Regions from separate parts of the Mus musculus genome. Here all the other regions are linked to region 4. A link is a contact called in public promoter capture Hi-C data. All regions are on one chromosome and are shown on one strand. The core of a region is the stretch at or near the end of the contact, and the rest is flanking DNA. Distances in the headings are between cores, read along the strand shown. Region 1 holds the start of Pop4 (processing of precursor 4, ribonuclease P/MRP family, (S. cerevisiae)). Region 2 holds the start of Ccne1 (cyclin E1). Region 3 has its middle 9.2 kb from the start of D530033B14Rik. Region 4 overlaps Zfp507 (zinc finger protein 507).

Region 1 (2,700 bases), core at 19-2,518, 2.5 Mb before region 4:
GAAGGCCAGGCAGGAATGTTGCACTTTCAAGCTCAGCCTAGACCACAAAGCAAGTGTCTGGGACACTGTCTTCAGTGAAAAAGAATCAATTTTTTAAAAGAGCAAACATTTTGAGACCAATGGGGTAAGATGCAATGAGCACAGGAAAGAAAGGAAGGGAGGGAGGGAGGGAGGGAGGGAGGGAGGGAGGGAGAGAGAGAGAGAGAGAGAGAGAGAGAGAGAGAGAGAGAGAGAGAGAGAGAGAGAGAGAAGAAAGAGAAGAAAGAAAGAAAGAAAGAAAGAAAGAAAGAAAGAAAGAAAGAAAGAAAGAAAGAGAGAGAGAAGAAGAAGAAGATAGGTGCCTTTTAGACATGTAAAACGTTTAACTAAGGAACCCCATGTAAAACGTTTAATTAAGGAACCCCAGTACACCCAAGGCAGCACCTGATAACCAGAACCCAGTTACATCACTCAAGACAACTAGACACAGTCCTAGAACCCCATGACACCCAGTGGACAGTGTATTAGTGGGCACCAAGAGCAATGCTCTGCTCTGCACAACTGAAGAGAAGCCACCTTCATCTGCCCTGCGGCTGGAGAGTAATCTGACACTCCAATCAAAAACTTCTGTTGGAGACTGGACCTGACCTTCAGCTAAGATAAGTCACACAGGAGGGTAGCCTTGGGGAGATAGGCTTAGGTAGTTAGGAATTTAGGGGGTGAACCTATGAAATGACCGTTTGCATAATAAAATGTAACTTTTGTTATACTAGCTACACTAACTACACGTCTCTACCTTCTTGCATCCGATAGCAAATAAACCTACTCTTTTTCTTTACTAATAGGAAAAAGACCTTTGAACGAGGTCATAAAAGTATTTAGTAGCAGAAACAGGACTAAATACCCCCGGCCACCAGTACAAAATATGACTAGTATTCTCGGGAGTAAATTCTAGATTACCCAGGGCAACACTGTAAGCCTCTTGCTTAAAAAAAAAAAAAAAGGAATCCCACAGTCGTTACCGCCGATATCCCCGGCCAACTTGTGCCCTCCCTCGTCCCCAATCTCCCTCGCGTCCTCTCTATGGCAGCTTGCTCTCGCTACATTTCATTAATCCTGACCCCCCAACACGACTACTCCAGTTACAGACACTTGCATACTGAACACCACAGCAGACCCGCAAAATCCGCTCCTCTCTCAACCACAGAGCCTGTGCCAGTGACGGACGCACACAGATGCCGTCGCGTCAATGACGTCAGAGAGGCGCCCGATCCGAAATCTGGTCGCCATCCCCTGACGCAGGGTGGAGCAAGTCCGTGCACTTTGTTAATTGTCTCTTGGGCTTATCGGATTTTTCCAGTGGAATTTTAAACAAAAAAGCAGCGTCCCGGCGGGAGAAAGCCGCTGAACAAAGCGAAGAAAGGAAAGGAATGAGTGAGGCCTGAAGGAGACATCGCCAGAGAGCTCCGGAAGCTGGCCGACAATGAAGGGTAAGTGGGATGAGGGACGCGGAGCGGGGCCGGGGTGGGAATATAGAACCTCGGAACTAGAAGTTGGCTTGGGAAATGAATCAGGGATACCTGTCTCAACAGAGTCCTAAGGCAACTTCCAGGGAATTACCTTAGTACACAAAAGAAATGGAGGCCCGGAGTCTGAATCCGCCGTCTCAGTCTCTTAGCTAGGAATAAATGTCAGGATCGAGTTTGTGTGCTCTCCTCAGGGGCCTCTCGGGGGAACTAGAAGAGATGGGTCCAAGTTCTTGACCGGACCTAGCTACTACCTTCCCGTATAACTTCTGTCAAGGACCTGCACCCCTCTGCCACCTGGTTTTCACCCTTGCCCCTGTAAAAAGCTGCTGAGGGGCAGTATCGTACACCTAAGGCTTTGGAATTTGAGCCGAAAAGAGCTGTGCCCAGAAGGGCAGCCAAGCACTGGGGCAGTACTAGAGGAGAGAGGTAAAGATATTGCCTCTGATTTGGTGATTCATGCCCTTTTTGTCTGAGAACAAGTTTCTTAGCGTGTCTCAGCTACCACTTTATTATGTGCATAACAAAGAAGAGCTACTGTTAAAAATTGCTTAGAAAGATTAATGACATTAAGATAATATATATGCACACTCACTCAACCAACCGCTTGACAAGCTGTGAGTGTCCCACACCTACTGCATGTTGCAGAAAGACTTTCAACTTTGATGCGAGGCATCTGGGGTAAATAAAACAAAGTTCTTCCTGGGATTCCAGCCCCTGCATGTTTATCACAATAAAGTTCAATCTTGATCCATTGTTCAAGAGAGAGCTAGATTCTGTATATAAAACTTGTGGTACCTTGGTTTGTTTGCTTGGGTCAAGCATATACTCAGGGAGACAGAGATGGATTGTTTGTTTGTTTGTTTGTTTCTTATTGTTGCTGTTGGGATAAAGTCAGCTATGTACTCCTGACTAGCCTGGAGCTCACCGTGTGAACCAGCTCGGCCTCTACCTCTCAAGTAATGGGATGGATCAACCATGTGTGCCGCCACACCCAGCTCAGAAGTGCAGTGTATAGGGTGTAGTGTGAACTGCACTTTCTGGTCATGGGCCCTTCCTTTTCCCATTTACTCCTGTAGTCTCTGCCCCAGTGCCACCATGATGATTGCCTCCAAACAAATAAGAAACAGGATTGTGGAGGTTTAAAGAGGTTTCATCATCATGAAGATAGTATGTAGAGTTTGGAAAAAGACTA
Region 2 (2,700 bases), core at 17-2,516, 2.3 Mb before region 4:
TCTTTCTTTCTTTCTTTCTTTCTTTCTTTCTTTCTTTCTTTCTTTCTATATCATTTACTAACATAAGGGAAGTGACCCTTTTGGTCCAAGATACAGAAGGGGCAACGGGATAAGAAAACAGAGTGAACAAGAGATTGGAAGAAACAAGTGCTTTGCCATAGTTTAACACTGGAGGGGACGTCCTGGGGAAAGGTACGCCGGAGAGGAAGTGGTTACCAAAGACCTTCAAGTTTTCCGGAAGCACAAACAGCTGGAATGGGTCAGAAGAGAGTAAAGCAAGCTCTGAGGCTCTGGGGTGCGAAAGGGCACCGGATGCTGGATCCAGCAGCTCGGGCGGAGGGCTGAAGGTCAGGTCTGGGGTGGGTGAGGGTCACTTCACGTTTGTGAGGCATGTGCATACTCTGAGGTTGATGAAAACACTTGGAGTAAAATTATAGGCTGGAGACTGCCTCACCTCATGGGGACCTAAGGGTCAGAGAGGCTTTCTGCAAACGGGTTGGGCCCATGTGTGCTAGAGGCACAGAAATGTGCTTGGGTAGCCTAATGAATGAATGAATGGGTGGATGAATGGACCAGAAACACTGACAGGTTAAAGGACCTGCTGCTGGTCCACAGGAGACCTAACAGCAGCAGCCTGAATGCTGGTTCCGGTCCCAGGAGCCACAAGCTGTTGTGACCTTGGGGACACCCACGCGCCGGACTCGGCCCGGAACTCTGCGTCTCAGGGGCGGGGAGGACGAGTCAGGAGGGACAGTGCGCGCGCGCGGGAGACCGGCGGATGACGGGTTCTTAACTCCGGGCCCTCCCGTGCCTCACTCCAGTCAAGCCCGGCCGCCGATCATTGCGATCTGCCCTGCTGACATTCCACTTGGGCGGCCCATGCCGCTCCTCCCGGCCCCGCACGCTCAGAATCCTTCAGGCGCTCGCGCCAAGATTCTCCCGCGTCAGCGAGCCCGCCCCGCAGCCGCGCGCGCCAGACGACTCTCCCGCGTCCCGCCCCGCGCAGGCCCCGCCTACCACGTCCGCACCCCGCCCCCGGCGCGCAGGCCCTGACATCTAGCCCCACCCCTTTAGTGCATGCCACGCCCGTAAAAGAACACGCCCCCCGGGAGGCCACGCCCCCACCAGAGCTCCTCGCTGGTCCGCGCGGCGACGGGGCGGGCCCCGGGCCTGCGGCGGCCGCTGAGGGGCTCGCAGCCCTCGGGGCGGGGCGCGAGGGCGGGACGGGGCCGGTGCCGCGCGCTGGGATTTTTAAATGTCCCGCTCGAAGCCGGGCGCAGGAGCAGCCGGCTCGACAGCCAGCGCGGTGTAGGGGGCAGGCGCGGATCCCGCCAGCGCCGCGCGCTCGGCCGCCGCCTCCCGCCTCCTGCTTCCCGCTCGCCGTCGGCCTCCTGCCCGCTCGAGCGCGCCTGCCTGCGGCGGACACAGCTTCGGGTACGGGCTGCCTGGACTCCCGGGACTCCCGGGACTCCCACGACTCCCAGGCGTCCGGACCGGGTCCGACCAGACCGGACCGGGCCCGGGTGGGGGTGGGGCGAGGCCGGGTCACCCGGTCCCCTGAGGTATCAGCTCGGGGTGCCCCGGCCGGGGTGGCTGTGAGAGACGGGTCAGGGGTAGGTGTAGAAAGGGACACTGAGGCAGCCCCGGCCCCGAGGACGGTGATGGAGCGGGGGGTCCTCTTGAAGGGCGGCTGGGCCTCCATCCCCAACCTCAGGTTCGGACCCAGGGTCGCAGGCTGCTGGCGGCGCCTGCGGGTGACAAGCCACCCGGGCCCATCGGCCATTTTCCCGGCCGGCCTCCGGGCCCAGGAGGCTCCCGCCGCCGCCGCCCGCGCGGGAGGGGGGAGGGGTGCCCGGGACGAACTGGAAGACTCAGGTCCCCTCTGCGGGCCGTGCTCACCACGATGCTTGCTTGTTGTCCTCCCAGGTCTGAGTTCCAAGCCCAAGTCCTGAGCCATGCCAAGGGAGAGGTGAGTGGCCTCCCTGCTGCGGGAGGGTAAGGGTGAGTAGCGGTGGGGGAGGGGCGGCCTGAGTTTTTGGGGAGCAGCACCCCATGACACCATGCCCTTGCAGAGACTCGACGGACCACAGCAACATGAAAGAAGAAGGTGGCTCCGACCTTTCAGTCCGCTCCAGAAAAAGGAAGGCAAATGTGGCCGTGGTGAGTACAAAGGATACAGGTTGGGAAGGGGACAGCCCACCCCCCCTTCCATCTTACCTGGGTACCAAATTTGGTTCTTCTTACCTACTAGTGAAAAGAATTAGTTGAGAGAGAGGTTTCCTTTAGTTGAATGTCGTTCATGACCTAACAAACATTTCCCCCTTTTTCTCTTGTGTTTTTTGTCTTTGGGTCGCACCATGTGGACCCATGGTGGACCGGGATTTTTTTTTTTTTTTTTTTTTTTTTAGTTTTTGCAAGACCCAGATGAAGAAATTGCCAAGATTGACAAGACTGTGAAAAGCGAGGATAGCAGTCAGGTAGGTCTGCTGCCTACAGGGTATTCTGCCTCCTGGGTTCCAGGTTTTCTTTCTTCCAACTTTCCCAAAACAGAGCTGCAGGCCACATGGCTGAACCTCTGAAGCTTGTCAATGTGGCCTGGTCTCAGTTGGGCCTGGGGTTGTGGGAGGGGTTTGTGTTTCCTGAATGGCACCTTTAAGGTTACAGGTACTGATACCTGGAGGAACCAGAGTGAGTGTATAA
Region 3 (2,700 bases), core at 97-2,596, 2.4 Mb before region 4:
ATCAGAGGCTTAGCTTATCCTGTGCACAAGCCCACACACCATGCCCACCTCACTAGATGCTTCTTAGTCCAGTCAAACTGACAGCTAAATAAACCACGGACAGCAGTGGCTTTGGATCATCCCTGGGAAAGGGGAAGCCTCAAATCCTGGGCTGCACACCCAGCTTTTAAGCCATTCATCCTTCCTACAAGAGAATAAGGTCTACGGAAAGTCCCCCACCAGTACTACACTCTGGGAAGCTGTCTCTGACCTTATGTCAAGCCAAGAGATGCTGCTGATGTTGGAGGGGCAGATCCTAGGTCTAGAGAAGCATGGAGGCCCCCAGTTGCACACTAAAAAGTTAATGTGCAGTGTGTGTGTGTGTGTGTGTGTGTGTGTGTGTGTGTGAGTGGTGAGGGAATATGGGTATGGGTGTGTGTGCACATGAATTTGTATGCCCCTGAGCCCAGAGACCTCCAACACCACAGGGACTGACGTTATAGGTGATTATGAACTACTCTATGTGGGTACTAGGAATCAGGCTCAGGCCACTTGATCTCTGTGCTCTTAACTTTTAAAAACAATCTCTTCAGCCCCAGGCAGGTGAATTCTTAGGCTGATGAGGGAATAGAAGACAGTGTCAGGCTGTTGAAAACAGAGTCAAAGCAGAGGGGAAGGTCTCCTGGACCTCTGAGCTTCTCACCACCCCAACTCGAGTGGAGGCTGAAACACACACACACAAACCCGTGTGGAAAAACAGCAGAGCATTATCCAGGACTGAAGACCCGCTGTTTGAGCCTTCCAAAAGGCTTTGGAATTTGTAAGTGGCTCTTCTGGAGCTGGGTCTCTGGGGATACATAAGTGACCCGACACCTGGTAAGGTCTTGATTTAACTGTCAGGGACACTATCTCCCGACCCTACTCCATCCCTCCCTAGCCTACAGACTGTAACACGTCAGCTGCCTCATAGAGGGCAGGCCTCCTGTGCCCTTCCTTCCCCAATTCCATGCTGAAAATCCTCTCACGTCAAAGGCCCATGTTCCCATCCCTCTGGAAATAGGGTGACTTTAGTGTGGAAGAACATCTTTGGGTCTGGAATTCAGGGACACACTGAGATTCTTTTGCGGGGGAGGGGTACCTCCTTGTTGGGTGCCAGGCCTAAACCCACTGATTTCTGTGAGGCCTAAATCCTCTCCTCAGGCTCACATTGTTCCGGGGACCAGAGGCACACACTTTGCATTTGCCCTGCTGGTGCCTGGGCTCGCAGAAACGGATCTCTGCAAGCCAAGCGATGTCTGTTAAGCAGCTCCTCGGAATAGCTGCAGAAACCTACCATTTGCAAAGCCACTTGCCGCTAGGCGGTAGACAATGGGGCCCGCAGGAAGGAGGGGGACTGTGCCCAGGGACGCCCGACACACGTGCGCCCGGCTCTCTGTGTCTCGGCCTCTAAAACAAAAGCCGGGCGGCATCTGTGCGGGGGCTGCACGCACGGCACCGGTTCCACGCAGCAGAGCCAGGGAAACAAAGGGCCCAGCCTCGCTGTCGGGGGCGGGGGGACAATTATACACCCAGGAAATCGTGTCTGTGGATTTGAAACGAATGAGGACCGCGCTCCCAAACAATGCCTGTTGTTTGCACCAAGCTGCTTTCTGCTAAGTTCCATCCTGTCATTTGCATGCCGTTTCAATGACATTAATGAATCACGGCCGGGTTTTTGTTTTGTTTACACGAAATAAAAATTTTCCTGTCCTTTATTATTGAGATAATCACCCCGCCAGGATGCACGGGCGTGCCAGACACCAGCTTCCTTTCTCCTGGGCTGGAGAGGAGAGTCCATTCTCCCACCCGGCCCCCTACCGACTTCAGCCCTCTCACATTCTTAGGGCCCCAGAACTTGTTTGCTGCGGGGACAGTCGGGGTCAGGGAGGAGGGTGCGTGGACCAGGAGAGCAGCGGGACAGGGGTCTCTCTTGAAGTTATATTTGCAAAACAGTTACAACGCATTCACTTTGTAAGTTTCTTAAAAAGTCAGTTTTTTCAGAGGAAAATATCCGAACTCCAAAATGTCCTGTAGCCTTTCAGAATTTTTAGCGGGATCAACTGAGGAGCAGCACTCAAACTACCGGGAGATCCAGGCCTTCCCGTGGCCCAGGAACAGAGCAGCCCCAGAGCAGCCCACCTCTACCTGACAGTCTCCGGCTCTTCCTCCTTAGCTCTGATATTCTCTCTCTGCACAATGTCTGACTGGAAGGATCAGGTACCCTGGATCTATCTGGGATGAGTTCTCAAGGGATTGTTATAAAGGTGCTTATTGGGACAGACCTTCAAACAACTTTTCCCTGTGGTAGGCTAGAGGGCTGAAGCTCACCGGAGGCCCAGAGATGCCGGATAGGAAATGCCAAGCCTGCTTCTGCAGCCGCTTCTGCTATGCTGCCTTTCTCCTCCTCTCTCCTCCTTCTCTTCTTCCTTCTCCTCTTCTTTCTCTTCTTCTTCCTCCTCCTTCTCTTCTAGCAGTATATATTCATTTATTTGTTATATGTGTACACGCGTGTGAAAGAGTGTGTACGTTTATGCCCACCATGTGCATGCCGGCCTGGTACCCTCGATGGCTAAAAGAGGCCATTGAATTCCCTGGAGCTGGAGTGACAAGGGATAGTGAGTCACCTGATGTGGGTCCTGGGATGTTCTGCAAGGACAGCAATGCTCTTACTCTGTGTCCATC
Region 4 (2,700 bases), core at 89-2,588:
AAGGTTAATTCATTTCTGTTATATGGATTTTAATAAGAAAATGGATTTATAGATACTAATTCAATTTCCCTAAATTTATTCTATATGGACTTAGATGAATTTTCTCATATTTTCACAATTCAAATATTTATATTTAATGCCAAATGCAAAAAAAATTCATGTTTCCATTTTTATCACCCATTGCTATTGTGCCTACTGGGTCTGGTTTTCATTTTGCTGTTAGTCTAACCAATAATAGCCTTCAGTGAATTTTCTGTGGCTTTAATTTTCCACAATTGGTTAAAAAATAGTAATCACCCAAACCCCCTACCATTTCAGCAGGGCGGCTGGCTCTTCAGAAGATGCTTCCACGTCCCTTCAGACCACATGATAGCAAGCATGAGTGCAAGCCTTCCCCCACCCACGGGGAAATGTAATAACCCAAAGGTTCAGAGCCTCCGCTCTGTCGTGCGTTCATATGAGCCCTTGGGCCTGGGCCCTGCATGTCCTGATAGCATTTACAGCAAGGCTCTACCACGAAGCAAGATTCTGAGTAACACAAGCATGTATGTATGGTTGTCATTGCTGGGGAGACTCTTACCCGGTCAGGGTCACTGCTCAGAGGAGTATCCTGACCACTGCTCTAAGCTTTGGCATGGGAAACCCTGATTTTTGTCTCTTGCTCTGACCACCTGCGCTTCTAAGAGCAAATGGGGAATACTGCTTTAAAATTACTGTGTTCAGTAAACATTAGATGGAGAGAGAGGTGCCAGTTGTGACCTTTATAAATATCATTTTGTCCCTTGCTGTGATCACAGGACTCTGGCAGATGCCCTCACTGGCCTGTCAGCCATGTGCCTGTTCACTTTATCTGTGGCTTGACCACACGCAGCGATCGATACCGGCTGAAGCTTCTGCCCTGGACCGCTCAGTCCCCTGTTCGAGGTTACCATCGGTGGCTTTGTAATTACTGTTCTTTTCCTCACAAAACAAATGTGAGCATCATGTTTACATCGCATCTCTGCAGCGTAGTTGGCTTGACAAAGATGAGCAGGTGTCTCTGGTCTCAGTTTCATAAGCACTTATTTAATCAGGTTTTCAATTGTGCAGCAAGGTGCTCAAAGTAATAGTCTATAAATATATTTAATAGAAACTTGAGTTTGACATTCATGGGCGTAAAGACATGTATTTTTTTTTTAAAGAAATAAGTATTGTGTAACACTATGGCTTTGCTTCTGTAGCCCAAGTAGAGAAACTTCTGGAACGCCATGTAAAAAAGCAATGATTGATTCTGACGCTGATTCATTAAAACTGGATGATTGGCGTTTGGTGACATTCTGTTGCCCGCCCACCCATCACGCTGCAAACCGTGTTTGTGGCAGCACAGGCCGCCTGGTTAGAAGAGTGAGTGCAGCAAGCTCTCTGGCTGGCACCTCTTAATTTTCAGAAGAACTGTCCAAAATTAGAGTAATTTATTTTGCTTTACAGGAGTTTGCCATGTATTGACTTAAATATTGTATTTTGGTAATAAATTTTTTTTGTTAAAAAACCACTTGTTTCTAAGTTTCCTTAGCTGTCTGCGTGTATTCCTGTCTTGGGTTTGTTGAGTTAGAAACTTGCATTTAAGCCACTGAAAGCTTCCCGGGAGCTGGTTGGGGTTTACTGTTAGGCTCTGTTAAGTTGCTGAGGTAGCCCTGGCGCACCAGGGCTGCGTTTCACAAGCATGGGCTCTGGGCCTTCTCCCCTGTTCAACAGCCCTTTAGCTTCCACAGCAGACATGGCGATGCTTCCAGTGCTGAGCTGGGGGTGCCGGCTCCCTTCCTGTAATTAGAACTGCTGAAGGCCACCGACTACAACGCTCCTCATACTTCGATCCTCTCGTAGCCTATCACCAAACAATCTCTTACAGTCGATTCCTTGCAGAGGCCACAGGTGCTCTAATGACTACAGCACTGGGTTTGCTTCCCCCAGTTCGTGCCCTAGGATCCCAGGCCCTCCCAGCTGGAAGTGACTCAAAACAAAGAATTCTCCTTGATAGCTACAGCCTCTTGGACTGTTCTCTGTAGGGTGATGTGGTCCTATCTCTTCTCTCAAGGACCAGATCTCAACACTGTGCCATGACAAGCTAGGAGTATAAGTCAGAGCAGGGGGGGACCTAGATCCAGATCATGGGGTCCCATATGACAGCCATAGCCACATGACTACTGAGCACTGGAGATGGGACTTGTGTTCTGAGGGTAAAACAGAACAGTTGCAAAAATTGAGTACAAAAAGGAACGTAAAGCATCCCAATAGCTTTATATGTTGGCAACGTGTTAAAATAGCTTGGCTATATTGAGTTAAATAAAACATGTTAAAGTCATTTCACTTTGTGTTAGCTTTTCGTTTCTATAGCAAAATACCTTTAACAAAACCAAACCAAAATAAAACCCTCTTAGGTTGACTTGGCTCATGGTTTCAGAAGCTTCTAGCCAAGATCATCTGCAGTGAGGCAGGATCTTATGGTGGGAACATGCAAAGCAGATAGAGAGCTCATAGTGGCTAGGATATCATGGTGGATAGCTCAGTGAGGAGGGGCAGGCAGACAGGTGACAAGATAAAAACATAAGACTTACCCAGGGCAGAGCCAGGAACTGTTATCTCCTGCCAGGCCCCACCTCTGATAGTGGCATCAAATGATGAATCCATGCCTAGCTTGCTGGCTGATGCTAAACTCAGTCC

What was found. Promoter capture Hi-C pulls out the DNA fragments that hold promoters and counts their contacts.
Region 1: a contact with region 4 is called in a promoter capture Hi-C map of hippocampal neurons, with 3 times the contacts expected there. The contact joins the promoter of Pop4 here to the enhancer-like site in region 4. A contact is called at or near these places in 5 of 39 promoter capture datasets (the 3T3-L1 cell line, the C10 cell line, hippocampal neurons and 1 more).
Region 2: a contact with region 4 is called in a promoter capture Hi-C map of hippocampal neurons, with 8 times the contacts expected there. The contact joins the promoter of Ccne1 here to the enhancer-like site in region 4. A contact is called at or near these places in 5 of 39 promoter capture datasets (the 3T3-L1 cell line, the C10 cell line, cranial neural crest and 2 more), 2 of 115 datasets of contacts at active chromatin or transcription factors (forebrain and large pre-B cells) and 1 of 9 other capture datasets (adipose tissue).
Region 3: a contact with region 4 is called in a promoter capture Hi-C map of hippocampal neurons, with 6 times the contacts expected there. The contact joins two enhancer-like sites. A contact is called at or near these places in 1 of 39 promoter capture datasets (hippocampal neurons), 3 of 115 datasets of contacts at active chromatin or transcription factors (astrocytes, large pre-B cells and pro-B cells) and 1 of 9 other capture datasets (adipose tissue).

Annotation. Positions count from the first base shown.
Region 1 is chr7:38,269,916-38,272,615 of GRCm38.p6, reverse strand. Pop4 (processing of precursor 4, ribonuclease P/MRP family, (S. cerevisiae)) reads left to right here and starts at 1,268. Exons shown (of 7, transcript NM_025390.4): 1 at 1,268-1,469. The coding sequence starts at 1,463.
Region 2 is chr7:38,106,056-38,108,755 of GRCm38.p6, reverse strand. It overlaps Ccne1 (cyclin E1), which reads left to right and starts at 1,266. Exons shown (of 12, transcript NM_007633.2): 1 at 1,266-1,434; 2 at 1,927-1,969; 3 at 2,073-2,160; 4 at 2,409-2,477. The coding sequence starts at 1,956.
Region 3 is chr7:38,173,182-38,175,881 of GRCm38.p6, reverse strand. No RefSeq gene overlaps it. Among named protein-coding and RNA genes, the nearest start is that of D530033B14Rik, 9.2 kb to the left of the region's middle. Within about 2 kb of position 1,346, at least 65 of the 459 cell types and tissues checked have an H3K27ac peak or open chromatin away from gene starts, as enhancers often do. A contact at or near this core is called in hippocampal neurons, where this site is marked.
Region 4 is chr7:35,771,174-35,773,873 of GRCm38.p6, reverse strand. Zfp507 (zinc finger protein 507) reads left to right here. Exons shown (of 7, transcript NM_177739.3): 7 at 1-1,528. Among named protein-coding and RNA genes, the nearest start is that of Dpy19l3, 18 kb to the right of the region's middle. Within about 2 kb of position 1,338, at least 3 of the 459 cell types and tissues checked have an H3K27ac peak or open chromatin away from gene starts, as enhancers often do. A contact at or near this core is called in hippocampal neurons, where this site is marked.